3 separate regions of the Pan troglodytes genome follow, and regions 1 and 2 are each linked to region 3. The links are chromatin contacts, called in public Hi-C maps. All regions are on one chromosome and are shown on one strand. Each heading gives the region's core, a stretch centred on a gene start, on an enhancer-like site or on the middle of the called end of the contact. The rest is flanking DNA. Distances are from core to core; before and after follow the strand shown.

Region 1 (4,080 bases), core at 1,265-3,764, 910 kb before region 3:
AAACTAGAGTCTGAGACAGAAAACACAAGTGTTGGCAGCAGAGAAAGGAAAGAGAGAGGAGCCCCACAGTATTCTCCTTACTCAACACATTCCAGCCTCCCTGCTTTTTTTGCTTTCCTTCACACATGTTCAATTCATTCCCACTCCAGGGCCTTTGCACTTGCTGTCCTTTCTGTCATTTGGGACTCACCACGAACATCCCTTCCTCAGGAGGGCCTCTCTCCTGCTCACAAAGCCAGCCCTTCACACCCAGTCTGTCATTCCATTTTTGCTCCCTGATATCACTTTGCTTTCTTTTATAACATTTCTTGTTACCTGAAATCAATATTACTTGTTGTGATTGCTGTTTCTTAGGATCTTCCCAACTGAATGTAAGTTCTATGAGGGCAGGTGTTGCTAGACAAAGCTAGAGACACTCAGTGAGGAAAGCAGACAGGTATCAGACAGTAAAGGAGACGTGCACACTCCAAAGGGAGGGCAGGCTAATGGGGCTAAGAAAAGTGACACTGACTCCCAAGCAGTTCAAGGAAAAACTAATAACATAAACTCTTATTGCACATGACCTGTGATAAGCTCATGCACTACTTTGTTGAAGTTTCCTTGTTGGAACACAGAAGCATTCTGTGAATGTGGGTAAAAATTGGGATAATAACAGTTCCTGTCCCATGGTGACTGAGTTAATTCATGCAAAGTGGTTAGAACAGTGCTTGGCATATAAAAAACATCAATAAACTTTGCCTATCATCATTGTCACCATCATTATTTACAGAGAGATATGACAGATAGGTAATACTGGTCTATAAGAATTATATGCATTGCTGTGCACTGTATTTGCTTTTTCTTTTTGAAATGATTCTTAGAATTCCTACAGTGTACAAAGTTAAACATGTGCCACCTATTTTGAACTTAATGTAGTACAAAAACAGTTTTATAAGACTTGCTTGTCAGTTTTTATATAATCGAAGAATTTTAATGTGTTTGTAACAGACACATTTATGATTGCTTTGATCAAGAATTTAAAAGCTTCAAGCCATATAAACATGGAGAAAATGTAAGGGCTCTGAGAAGCTAGAAGAAATAATGATGTCAGTGGAGAGAACAAATAGGCTAAAAGTCTCAATGACAACTTTATAAGGGTGAATATGGATATAGAATATTGAACAAGGCAAATAGAAGAATTGGAGATGTGAGAAGCGAGACATTCGCACAGAACAACAAGTCAAAGCACCACATGCAGTCATCACTTCTCTGCAATCAACGCGGGACATGCCTGTTACAAAGGCAAGAACAGCAGGCAAACTGTTGCAAATAAGAACAAGAATTAAACATGTTAATAAATACGATGCTGTTTTATTAATAACTTTAAAAATCTGCTAGAATACTGTATGTTACTCCAAGTTCAGCTAGTTCGTTATTTTTATAAAAACCTCTTTTTATTTACCTCCTTTTTTTGTTTGCATATTGGAAGCCTGGTAAATAGAACTGGAAACCTACCTCGCCCAGGGTACCATGTGCCTTCTTTCTCCATCAGCCCCAATGACCCACAAATACTTTTTCTATCCATGGCAAAAGAGCAGAGGGATTGTTTTTGAGATTTTAGCAGCCCATGCAATGTTCTCTACAGCCCCTAGGTGTCACTATTGCAAAACTAACAGAAGCCCGAACCGTCAAAAAGAAAAAGTACATTTAATATGAAACACTTTCAATAACTATGCAAAAGACAGACATCATTTAATACAGAAGCTACAAACAATTTAGTATCTCTAATTGAATTTTTAATTTCCTTTTAAACTCAAAGGCTCACCCCAAGAAGAAGAAAAATATCATTTTTTAGCCAGAAAAAAAATCTCAGAACTGTTCTTTCTCCTAACATTTACACTGAGGGACTCAGCTGAAGCTCACGATACTAAAAGTTTGTGGTATAATTTGTTTTATAATCAAGATTGGTTTGATAGTACAAAAGCTTTCAGAATAAAAATGTAAGACAGTAAATGAGAGCTGGCTGGAAGGAAAAATGTAGCTATGTTAGTTTGATATTCAACCAAAAGCTATAATCTTATTAAACATATTTAAACATGGTTTTCATTTAGATTTGGCAGCTTGATTAATGGGGATGTATTAAATAATACCTGGCTGCTAGGAGCATATTTAGGAATCAGTGCCACATAAAACATACGACATGTACAATTCAGTTTCATTATTATTTAAGGTTCTCTGTTCTCTTGGCTGTGGGCACACACATATTAAAAATTAAGTACACGCGCTCAATGTATGCGCTGCGCTTTTAAAGGGCTTTCTCCTTAAACAGAAACATAAAATGGAAAATGAACTCAACTCTGGTGAAAGGTAATGGATTCATCCCTCTGGGGGCAGCTGTCCTGTTTATCAAAAGAAAGGGGAGAGGTGGGTCAGAAGCAAGAAAAAAAAAATTCCCAAGTGGTCAGCAAAGAGAGACGCCCAACTTCAGAGGGGAGCTGAAATCAGTTTCTACACCCAGGCTTCTTTCTTTGTCACAGTTGAGAGGTCGAATGAATGGTATGTTTAACCATGAGGCCATGGGGGAATTGAGATGCTGATTCCCAGAGCATTATAGAAACACTTTGGTAATGGGGGTGTGGGGGTTGGAGGGGAGTGTGAAGAAGCATCTGTAGTTTTTCTGGGCATAATGCTAGGTACTGACCAAGGGGTGGGAACTGCGGGGTGGGCGTGGTTCTGACTAGCTGGGAAGATAGAAAAGTATGAAGTAAAGGACCAAGTACCATAATAGAGTTCTACTCAGTGTTTTTGATGAGAAAAAAATGATACATATGACATGCAGAACCTTATCAATAAATTATCTTTCTCTCCTTTCAAATGACATGAGGTTCTCTAATAATCTTTGGGCTGGAACAAGACATCTCAGAGAGGCCAAAATGTCATATATCACATTACATTTCTAAACAACCCAATGGGACAGGGAAAAGTACTATTAATATTTTAACTTTGGAAACTATGTTTAAATCCAGAAAAAATACAGAAAGCATCTCATCAATCAGAAGGAAAAAAAAGGCATGCTTTTTTGATAAAAGTATTATTATCTCTATGTACAGATTACAGAACTGAGGCTCAGAGAGTTCAATCACGTTACCCAAGATCACATATTTAGTAAGTTTCAGAGGTAGGACTGGAACCCAAGCTTGTCTTATTTGAAAACCCACTTTTAAAATCTTCAACTCTCATTGCTTCTCTGATTGACTGAAGCCTTGGGCAGAAGAAACAAAGAAAATAGGGGGTGATGTGGAGGGGCACAGCATGCAATTCTGTTTACCTCTTGTGTCACCTACTTGCAAAAGACTGGAAGAAGAGAGTCTGATTTCTTCTCAAATACTGCTTCCCATTGCTGCTATCATCCACAACTGAGCTATCTATTTCCCCCACTGGAAAGAAGTCACAAAAATGTTAAGCACGCCAAAGTCTTCACAGCGACGATGGTTATAATCAGCAGACCACAGAGAACAAGCTATGTTGCATTAAGAATACAACCAAGAAGGAAGGAAATTCTGATACGTGCTACAGCATGGATAAACCTCGAGAACATTATGCTAAATGCAATTAGCCAGTCAACAAAAGACAAATGCTGTATGATTCCACTTATATGAGGTATCTAGAGAGTAGTTAAATTCACAGAGACAGAAAGTAGAATGGTGGTTGCTAGGGGTTGGGGGAGGGGGCAATGCAGAGTTATTGTTTAACGGGTAAAGTTTCAGTTTTGCAAGATGAAAAGAGTTCCGGAGATGGATGGTGGTGATGGTTGCACAATAATGTGAATGAACTTAATACCACCAAACTGTACACTTAAAAATGGTTAAGATGATAAATTTTATATTATGTGTATTACAAACAAACAAACAAAAGAATACAACCAGAACCACCTCCTCCAATGGTGATTTACAATTATGTACAATGTTCTCTTGCCTGGCACAATATGAAGCATGACCTTCAACATTTTCAAATTTTTTGAAGTAAAGGTATTTTTGTGGTATTTCCTCGCCACTTTTCTGGAAAGCAGCATATCTGGAGGTAAAGGGTTTTTTTTTTTTT
Region 2 (3,802 bases), core at 45-2,544, 970 kb before region 3:
AATTTGCTCCTACTAATGATGCTCTGTGACAATATAACGGTAAGGAATTCTTTCACTACATGAGATAGATTTCTTGACTTTAGAATCTCAAAATTGCTAGAAGGGAGCTAAGGTGAGCACCCCTTCACACACACTTGATTTACAATGTTAATACTGACAACTTTGCCACAACTTTGTGCACTGGCCTTATTCTTTACATAGGTGGAATCATGCAGTATTTGTCTTTTTGTGGTTATCTTATTTCACTTAGAATAATATCCTCAAGGTTCACTGATGTGTGGCATGTCAGAAATTGCTTCTTTCTAAGGCTGAATAATACTCCATTGTATGCACATATCATTCTTCATTTATATGTTCATCTACTAATGAACACTTAGGTTGCTCTCATGATTTTCGCTATCATGAATAATGTTGCTGTGAACATGAATGTAGAAATATCTCTTCCATACCCTACTTTCAGTTCTTTTGGGTATATACTCAGAAATACAATTCCTGAATCACATGTTAATTCTATTCTTAATTTCTTGAAGAATGGCCATAGTGTTTTCTGCAGCAGCGATACTATGTTACATTCTCACCAACTATGCACAGAGCTTCCAATTTCTCCACATCCTTGCCAACATTTGTTGTTTTCTGTTTTAAAATAGTAGCATCCTAATGTGTGAGGTGGTACCTCACGGTAGTTTTGATTTTCCTAATAGTGCTGTTGAATACCCTATCACGTGCTTACTGGTCATTTATAAATCTTCTTTGGGGAAATATCCATTCAAGTCCTTTGCCCACTTTTGAATTGGGTTGTTTTTGCTTTTTTGTTGTTGTTGAGTTTTAGGAGTTCTTTATACATTTATATATTCTGGATATCAATCCCTTACTGGATGTATGATAAGCAAATGTTTTCTCTCATTCTGTGAGTTGCCTTTTTACTCTGTTGATAGTGTCTTTCAATGCACCAAATTTTTCAAAGCACGTTTAAGTGACTCTTCCAGAGCCACATATAAATTTGGACTGGGCATAATAATGGAATTTGGGGTCATCCTAAACATTTACTTATTAAACTATAGTCACTAAATTACACTCTCCGTGACTGTGAATTTTAAAATCAGCTGAATCCCCTCTCTTCAAAATGTGCCTCAACTCAGTCCCTGCTTCTGTGTGGCAGAGGCCTAAGTAAATGTCGTCCCACATCGTTAACAGTGTGATCTATTAGGCAATGAGATGAGGTTGGCTCAGAAGGAAAATGGCTTCTCCCGTCTCCTTGCAAATCTCTGGGTTGCCTGCAGATGGTGCTAAAGCACCGTGTGTGCCGCCTCCTTCGCAGAGAACAGCTGCCAGCTGCCAGCTCCCAGCAAGCAGCGGAGGACTCTCTGAACACGTGGGGTTTACGGAAAGAACTGAAAAACTTCCCTGAAAAGTCTTGGGAGGGTCAGGGAAGAGATGGAGAAAGACAATCTTTCTAATTTCACAAAAAGAGGGATGCTCCAGCTGCCTCCAGGGAACAGAAACAGGGACAGCAGCCCATAGCTCCTACTGCCAGTGGGAACTCAGATCTCTCCACCTTCCTGCATGGAGCTCCCCTACGCAATGCCTGTACCTTCCACTCTGGCCTTTAGAGAAGGGTTTATATTTGGAGGGTTAGCAGCCTGACTCTATGTGAAGTTAAAGGAAATGAAAAGAAAGTGGATTGCTTTTCCATGAACATTTCCAATTCTGTTAAATACTGATCCTGCTTCAGTGGGATCTGCACATTTGCCTGTTCATCATGTTAAGTGGAATTTGCTTTTAGGTCTTAACCTCGAATACTTTCCTAAAATTATAAAAGCACTTCCACAACAGCCCCTTCATCTTCAAAATCACTACCAGCAAATTAATAGAGGTCTTTTACATCTCTAGCCTGGATTCTTGAAAAAGCCTTTTATCTGGACCCTTTATTTCTACCCTGAGCCCCCTGTAATGGATCCTTTAAGAGGGATTTTTCTGATCTGCATCTGACCAGATCTCACCACTGCTTAGAATTCAGCATCTCTATTCTGCCTTAGGATGAGGTTGGAGGTCTTCGGCATGGCCTCCAAGGTATTTATGAGCTGACCTCCCCCTACCCAATTCTATCCTTCCCTAGTCCCACTTCCTGCCATTCCCCATCTCATACTTTGTGTTTCTGGATTATGAGTTGTTTATAGTAACCTGAATGTACTATGCTGCTCCCACTTTTATAACTGTACATGTTATTCCTTCTACTATGAATGTTCTTTCTTGCCTTGGCCTGTCTACCAATTTCTTACAAGTGCTTAAAGTTAGCTTGGACATAACCTCCTCCCAAAAGCATTCTCTCATCTCTACAGGCTCCCATCTCTTTCTTCCTTGGGCAACTTTGTCACCTGGCAATACTTCAATTGTGGAACTTATCCCGTTGTTCTAAAATAATCTTATGTGCCTAAATTAAATTGTGTTTTATTCCCCTGTAACACCTGCCTGGAGCCCAGCATAATGCCTTGAATATAGCAGGAATTCAGTAAACTAATATTTTGTTGAATTGGGATTAAAATACTGCCCAACGTCATTTTTTAGCCTTTGATGCCAAGTGATACAAAGAGTAAAAGAATGAGCAGATGCTACTGGGTCCTTTGATGGAGATATAAGAGATCCCTACTTTAGAACAGAGAAGAGCAGATTTGCTGCCAATTACCTGGGAAAAAGAACATTGGTCTGAGAGTTCAGAAGCTTACATTCACCCCCAGCTCTGGCCCTACATAGTTCTGCAGTCTTAGGTAAGTGAAGGTGACGTTACCTCCCTGGAACTTAGTTTGCTTAACCACAAATTAAAGGACTGGATTAGTTGACCACCTGAGTTTATTCCAGATCTATAGTTGCATGTGTGTCTGTATGTGCTCACTTCCTTAGCACTGTACATATAAAAAATACACACTTACTTTTTATCCTGTAGTCTCGGGAACACAACTTTCCCAACTTTGCTCATTTTTGCCATTGCTTCCTGTTAAATGGAAAACAACATAGACAGCTGAGTTGGAAAGCGAAATCCAAAGCGAGGCTCGTCACAGGCAAAACATTCTAATTTGAATTTGCTTCCCTTTAAGATATTTGGTTAGTCCTCTTTTTTTTCAACTTACTTTTCTCTGGTAATAAGAATAAAACACAAAAATAAGAATAAAATACAGTGAACATTTAAAGTTTCAATTATGACCACACCTCCTGGGCTTAATAAATACTTGTGTATTGAGGCCTCTGGGGCATAAACAACCCAGAAGGCAAAGCAGTTCTGTGACTGCCTCCAGGGGTAAGTGGGAAGAATTATTTCCCCTCCTCACTATCTGGACACAGGGCAGAAGCAGGGAACATAACCAGCCGCTGAGTACCTTGTCTACTTCCCTAAAGATAGCAATCACGGAATGGAACTCACTTTGCACCTGTACTTGAGGATAAAATATTTAAGACCTCTCCAATTCAACTTCAGCTCTTTTTCCAGCAATCTCTGAAGTTGTGAGTACATACTGAGACCTCCGGGCTGAGTCTAAGTGACTTGAGTTCTGGAATGTGACTTCAGGACATTCTTTTCTTTACAATGGGGCACTCAGGCAGATGACATGTTACAGCATCTGGGTGGACATGGTATGGTAGGTGCAGCATCAAGATTAACCATGGATTGTTTTGGCTCCCATATGAGCAGAAGATTAAGGTTTTCTTAAGCAGTCTCCTAAGGCTGTTAAGGCCATGAGAAAGTAAACTTTGGAGTCCAACAGACCTGGCCAGGGAAGATTGCAAGCAACAGCACGACAAAGCTCTACAG
Region 3 (4,008 bases), core at 958-3,457:
CCAGCAAGAAAATTTCTTCTATGCCACAAGCGCTATTTCCTCTGCAGATAACTAATACTCCACAAGAAAGTTTGCCAGAGTAGAGAAAATACAAAGGAATGTAACACAGACCTGAGGTCAATTTCCAGCTGCCTGTGTGACCTCAACAAAGATACTTAACCTCTCTGGGCCTATTTCCTCACATGTTAAATCTGGATAATAATATATGTCTCTCAAGACAGTTGTGGGGAGAAAACAGCGTATTTAAATTGCTTAGGAGAATGCCTGGCAGATAAGTGTTTAATACATGAAACTGATTTTTATTACTGTTATTAAAAACTATTTAGAACACCAACTCCCTGAATACAACAGAAAATGATTCAGGGCAACAGACAGAGGAGAATGTTCTCTCCTTGAGGAAGCAACTGGATCTTGTCATCACTGTATACCTACCCCACCCCCTCCCCAGCTCAGTGCCTGGCTCACAGTAGGCTTTCAGTTACCCTCTGCAGATCAGTGAAAGCTAGGTGAGTGCCCGGAGTGAAGAAAAGTTGGCAGGTTTCCCACTGATACCAGCTGCTGTTGGTTTCTGAACACTCAAAGCCGCAAATACCTTAGGGCTGGGGGCAATGAACCCAAGGCTGAATTCCAAGTTCAGAAGCAGCGAAGTCTGAATTTAGAACCTAGGAACTTAAACCTGCTGCAGGTCCAACTTCAAGCCCCAGTTCTAGACAGAGGCTTGGGAAAGAGCTGACTTCTAACCCGGTTCCCCCTCCCCTCCTCCCCTCGATGCTTCTCACAGGAAAGTACACCTGGTCCTGCCAAATCGCACTCTTATATCCTGGCATCCTATCCAGGCTCTGCGAGGATGGAAACTGCGAGGCAGGGGAGGGAAGCGGGCTGTTTGGCCACCACCTCCCTAGTGCTGCAGGCGACCCTGTCACACTAACTCCTGGCAGCCCAGTGAGGTGGACGGCACCGGCCCCACCTGCAGATGAGGGAAATGAAGCTCGGAGGAGTTCCGTGATTTGCTTGCTCCACATTGTGGTAGCCTGGCCACGAAAGAACCAGGATTCCCGACTTCGGGATTCTTTCCACCACACACTTTCGTCCCTAAGGGGTAGGGGGCGGGGGGAGAATAAAATAACCGCGGAAAAGGAACCACTTACATGTGTCTAGCGCTTCCTAGAGGCTACCCAGGATATGCGCCCACCACCCGGCCGGGAGTGCAGAAATTTGAAGTCCAGGTTCTACCCCGGGCTCCGAGTACTACTGCGTGACTTTATGCGAGTGTCCGCCGCCTTCTGGGCTTGTTTTCCCGGAAGCAACTCGGCGCGGATGGAGTGTGTGTGTGCGCGCGCGCGCGCGTTATGTTGTGCGTGTTGTGTTAAGCGTGTGCGTGTTGTCCGGGGGCGGGAGGGGGAGTAGACTAACACCGGGGTTCCCCGAGTTTCGGATCGCCTACACGCTTGTTCCCATCTGGACCCTGTTACCCACCAATTGCGCCCACTATAAAAACTGCCCCTCCGAGGCAAAGCTGTGAACCCCCGCGCCCTTTCCCCCACGGTCCCGTTGGATGAAGTGGGGTGCAACGGAGACTCAGCTGAGCGTCCAGTTTCGGGCAATACAAATCTCTAGGCTTCTACGAGCAGCCAGACGACCCCGCGGACCGTCGCTCCTGAACTTGACCGAGATGCAAACTTCGGAGCGTTCTCAACGTGGGGGGCCGACTCTCGGGAGACCGCCCCTAAACTTAAGTCTCCTTAGGCTCGCCTCCACCTGGGACTTCACAGAGCCACCTTAAGGGCGGTACTCCCGCCCCCCCGGAAGTGCGGGGGGGGTGGCAGCGTACTTGGATTCTCAGCCTCCAGCCCCGCGCGGTGGCGGCCGCCGGTGGATGACTTCGGGCCCCACAAGTGGGGAAACAACAACCACCCCTCGCCCGCACCCCTGGCCCAAAACAACTGGCCAGGTTCCCTGGCCTCCCGGGTCCCTGCATCCCCCGCATCCCCGTACGCAGCCGTGAACTTGAGCCCCCCTCCGTCAGAGGTTGCGAGCGTCCGCCCGCTCGCGGCAGCCACCGTCACTAGACAGTCAAACCCCAAGACGTCAGCCCACAATGCACCGGGCGGGCCGGGAAAAACGGCCCGGGGAGGGGACCGGGGAAGAGAGGGCCGAGAGGCGTGCAGCAGGGGGGAGGGTAGGAGAAAGAAGGGCCCGACTGTAGGAGGGCAGCGGAGCATTACCTCATCCCGTGAGCCTCCGCGGGCCCAGAGAAGAATCTTCTAGGGTGGAGTCTCCATGGTGACGGGCGGGCCCGCCCCCCTGAGAGCGACGCGAGCCAATGGGAAGGCCTTGGGGTGACATCATGGGCTATTTTTAGGGGTTGACTGGTAGCAGATAAGTGTTGAGCTCGGGCTGGATAAGGGCTCAGAGTTGCACTGAGTGTGGCTGAAGCAGCGAGGCGGGAGTGGAGGTGCGCGGACTCAGGCAGACAGACAGACACAGCCAGCCAGCCAGGTCGGCAGTATAGTCCGAACTGCAAATCTTATTTTCTTTTCACCTTCTCTCTAACTGCCCAGAGCTAGCGCCTGTGGCTCCCGGGCTGGTGTTTCGGGAGTGCCCAGAGAGCCTGGTCTCCAGCCGCCCCCGGGAGGAGAGCCCTGCTGCCCAGGCGCTGTTGACAGCGGCGGAAAGCAGCGGTACCCACGCGCCCGCCGGGGGAAGTCGGCGAGCGGCTGCAGCAGCAAAGAACTTTCCCGGCTGGGAGGACCGGAGACAAGTGGCACAGAGTCCCGGAGCGAACTTTTGCAAGCCTTTCCTGCGTCTTAGGCTTCTCCGCGGCGGTAAAGACCAGAAGGCGGTGGAGAGCCACGCGAGAGAAGAAGGACGTGCGCTCAGCTTCGCTAGCACCGGTTGCTGAACTTGGGCGAGCGCGAGCCGCGGCTGCCGGGCGCCCCCTCCCCCTAGCAGCGGAGGAGGGGACAAGTCGTCGGAGTCCGGGCGGCCGAGACCCTCCGCCGGCCGGCCACTGCAGGGTCCGCACTGATCCGCGCCGCGGGGAGAGCCGCTGCTCTGGGAAGTGAGTTCTCCTGCGGACTCCGAGGAACCGCTGCGCCCGAAGAGCGCTCAGTGAGTGACCGCGACTTTTCAAAGCCGGGTAGCGCGCGCGAGTCGACAAGTAAGAGTGCGGGAGGCATCTTAATTAACCCTGCGCTCCCTGGAGCGAGCTGGTGAGGAGGGCGCAGCGGGGACGACAGCCAGCGGGTGCGTGCGCTCTTAGAGAAACTTTCCCTGTCAAAGGCTCCGGGGGGTGCGGGTGTCCCCCGCTTGCCAGAGCCCTGTTGCGGCCCCGAAACTTGTGCGCGCAGCCCAAACTAACCTCACGTGAAGTGACGGACTGTTCTATGACTGCAAAGATGGAAACGACCTTCTATGACGATGCCCTCAACGCCTCGTTCCTCCCGTCCGAGAGCGGACCTTATGGCTACAGTAACCCCAAGATCCTGAAACAGAGCATGACCCTGAACCTGGCCGACCCAGTGGGGAGCCTGAAGCCGCACCTCCGCGCCAAGAACTCGGACCTCCTCACCTCGCCCGACGTGGGGCTGCTCAAGCTGGCGTCGCCCGAGCTGGAGCGCCTGATAATCCAGTCCAGCAACGGGCACATCACCACCACGCCGACCCCCACCCAGTTCCTGTGCCCCAAGAACGTGACAGATGAGCAGGAGGGCTTCGCCGAGGGCTTCGTGCGCGCCCTGGCCGAACTGCACAGCCAGAACACGCTGCCCAGCGTCACGTCGGCGGCGCAGCCGGTCAACGGGGCAGGCATGGTGGCTCCCGCGGTAGCCTCGGTGGCAGGGGGCAGCGGCAGCGGCGGCTTCAGCGCCAGCCTGCACAGCGAGCCGCCGGTCTACGCCAACCTCAGCAACTTCAACCCAGGCGCGCTGAGCAGCGGCGGCGGGGCGCCCTCCTACGGCGCGGCTGGCCTGGCCTTTCCCGCGCAACCCCAGCAGCAGCAGCAGCCGC

The links. A called contact is a pair of places that touch in the nucleus more often than the background predicts.
Region 1: a Hi-C map of stem cell-derived neural progenitor cells shows a contact between it and region 3, with 7 times the contacts expected there. The contact joins two enhancer-like sites. A contact is called at or near these places in 2 of 7 Hi-C or Micro-C datasets (blood and stem cell-derived neural progenitor cells) and 1 of 1 datasets of contacts at active chromatin or transcription factors (stem cell-derived excitatory neurons).
Region 2: a contact with region 3 is called in a Hi-C map of stem cell-derived neural progenitor cells, with 8 times the contacts expected there. The contact joins two enhancer-like sites. A contact is called at or near these places in 2 of 7 Hi-C or Micro-C datasets (blood and stem cell-derived neural progenitor cells), 1 of 1 datasets of contacts at active chromatin or transcription factors (stem cell-derived excitatory neurons) and 1 of 1 other capture datasets (stem cell-derived neural stem cells).

The regions. Positions count from the first base shown.
Region 1 is chr1:171,297,612-171,301,691 of NHGRI_mPanTro3-v2.0_pri, forward strand. The region is part of intron 14 of FGGY (FGGY carbohydrate kinase domain containing); the gene reads right to left. Among named protein-coding and RNA genes, the nearest start is that of HOOK1, 110 kb to the left of the region's middle. Within about 2 kb of position 2,515, at least 3 of the 24 cell types and tissues checked have an H3K27ac peak or open chromatin away from gene starts, as enhancers often do. A contact at or near this core is called in stem cell-derived neural progenitor cells, where this site is marked.
Region 2 is chr1:171,237,742-171,241,543 of NHGRI_mPanTro3-v2.0_pri, forward strand. FGGY (FGGY carbohydrate kinase domain containing) reads right to left here. Exons shown (of 19, transcript XR_002938170.3): 15 at 2,928-2,989. Among named protein-coding and RNA genes, the nearest start is that of HOOK1, 54 kb to the left of the region's middle. Within about 2 kb of position 1,295, at least 7 of the 24 cell types and tissues checked have an H3K27ac peak or open chromatin away from gene starts, as enhancers often do. A contact at or near this core is called in stem cell-derived neural progenitor cells and stem cell-derived neural stem cells, where this site is marked.
Region 3 is chr1:172,211,159-172,215,166 of NHGRI_mPanTro3-v2.0_pri, forward strand. JUN (Jun proto-oncogene, AP-1 transcription factor subunit) reads left to right here. Exons shown (of 1, transcript XM_063801435.1): 1 at 1-4,008. The coding sequence starts at 3,387. Among named protein-coding and RNA genes, the nearest start is that of JUN, 12 kb to the left of the region's middle. Within about 2 kb of position 2,208, at least 17 of the 24 cell types and tissues checked have an H3K27ac peak or open chromatin away from gene starts, as enhancers often do. A contact at or near this core is called in stem cell-derived neural progenitor cells and stem cell-derived neural stem cells, where this site is marked.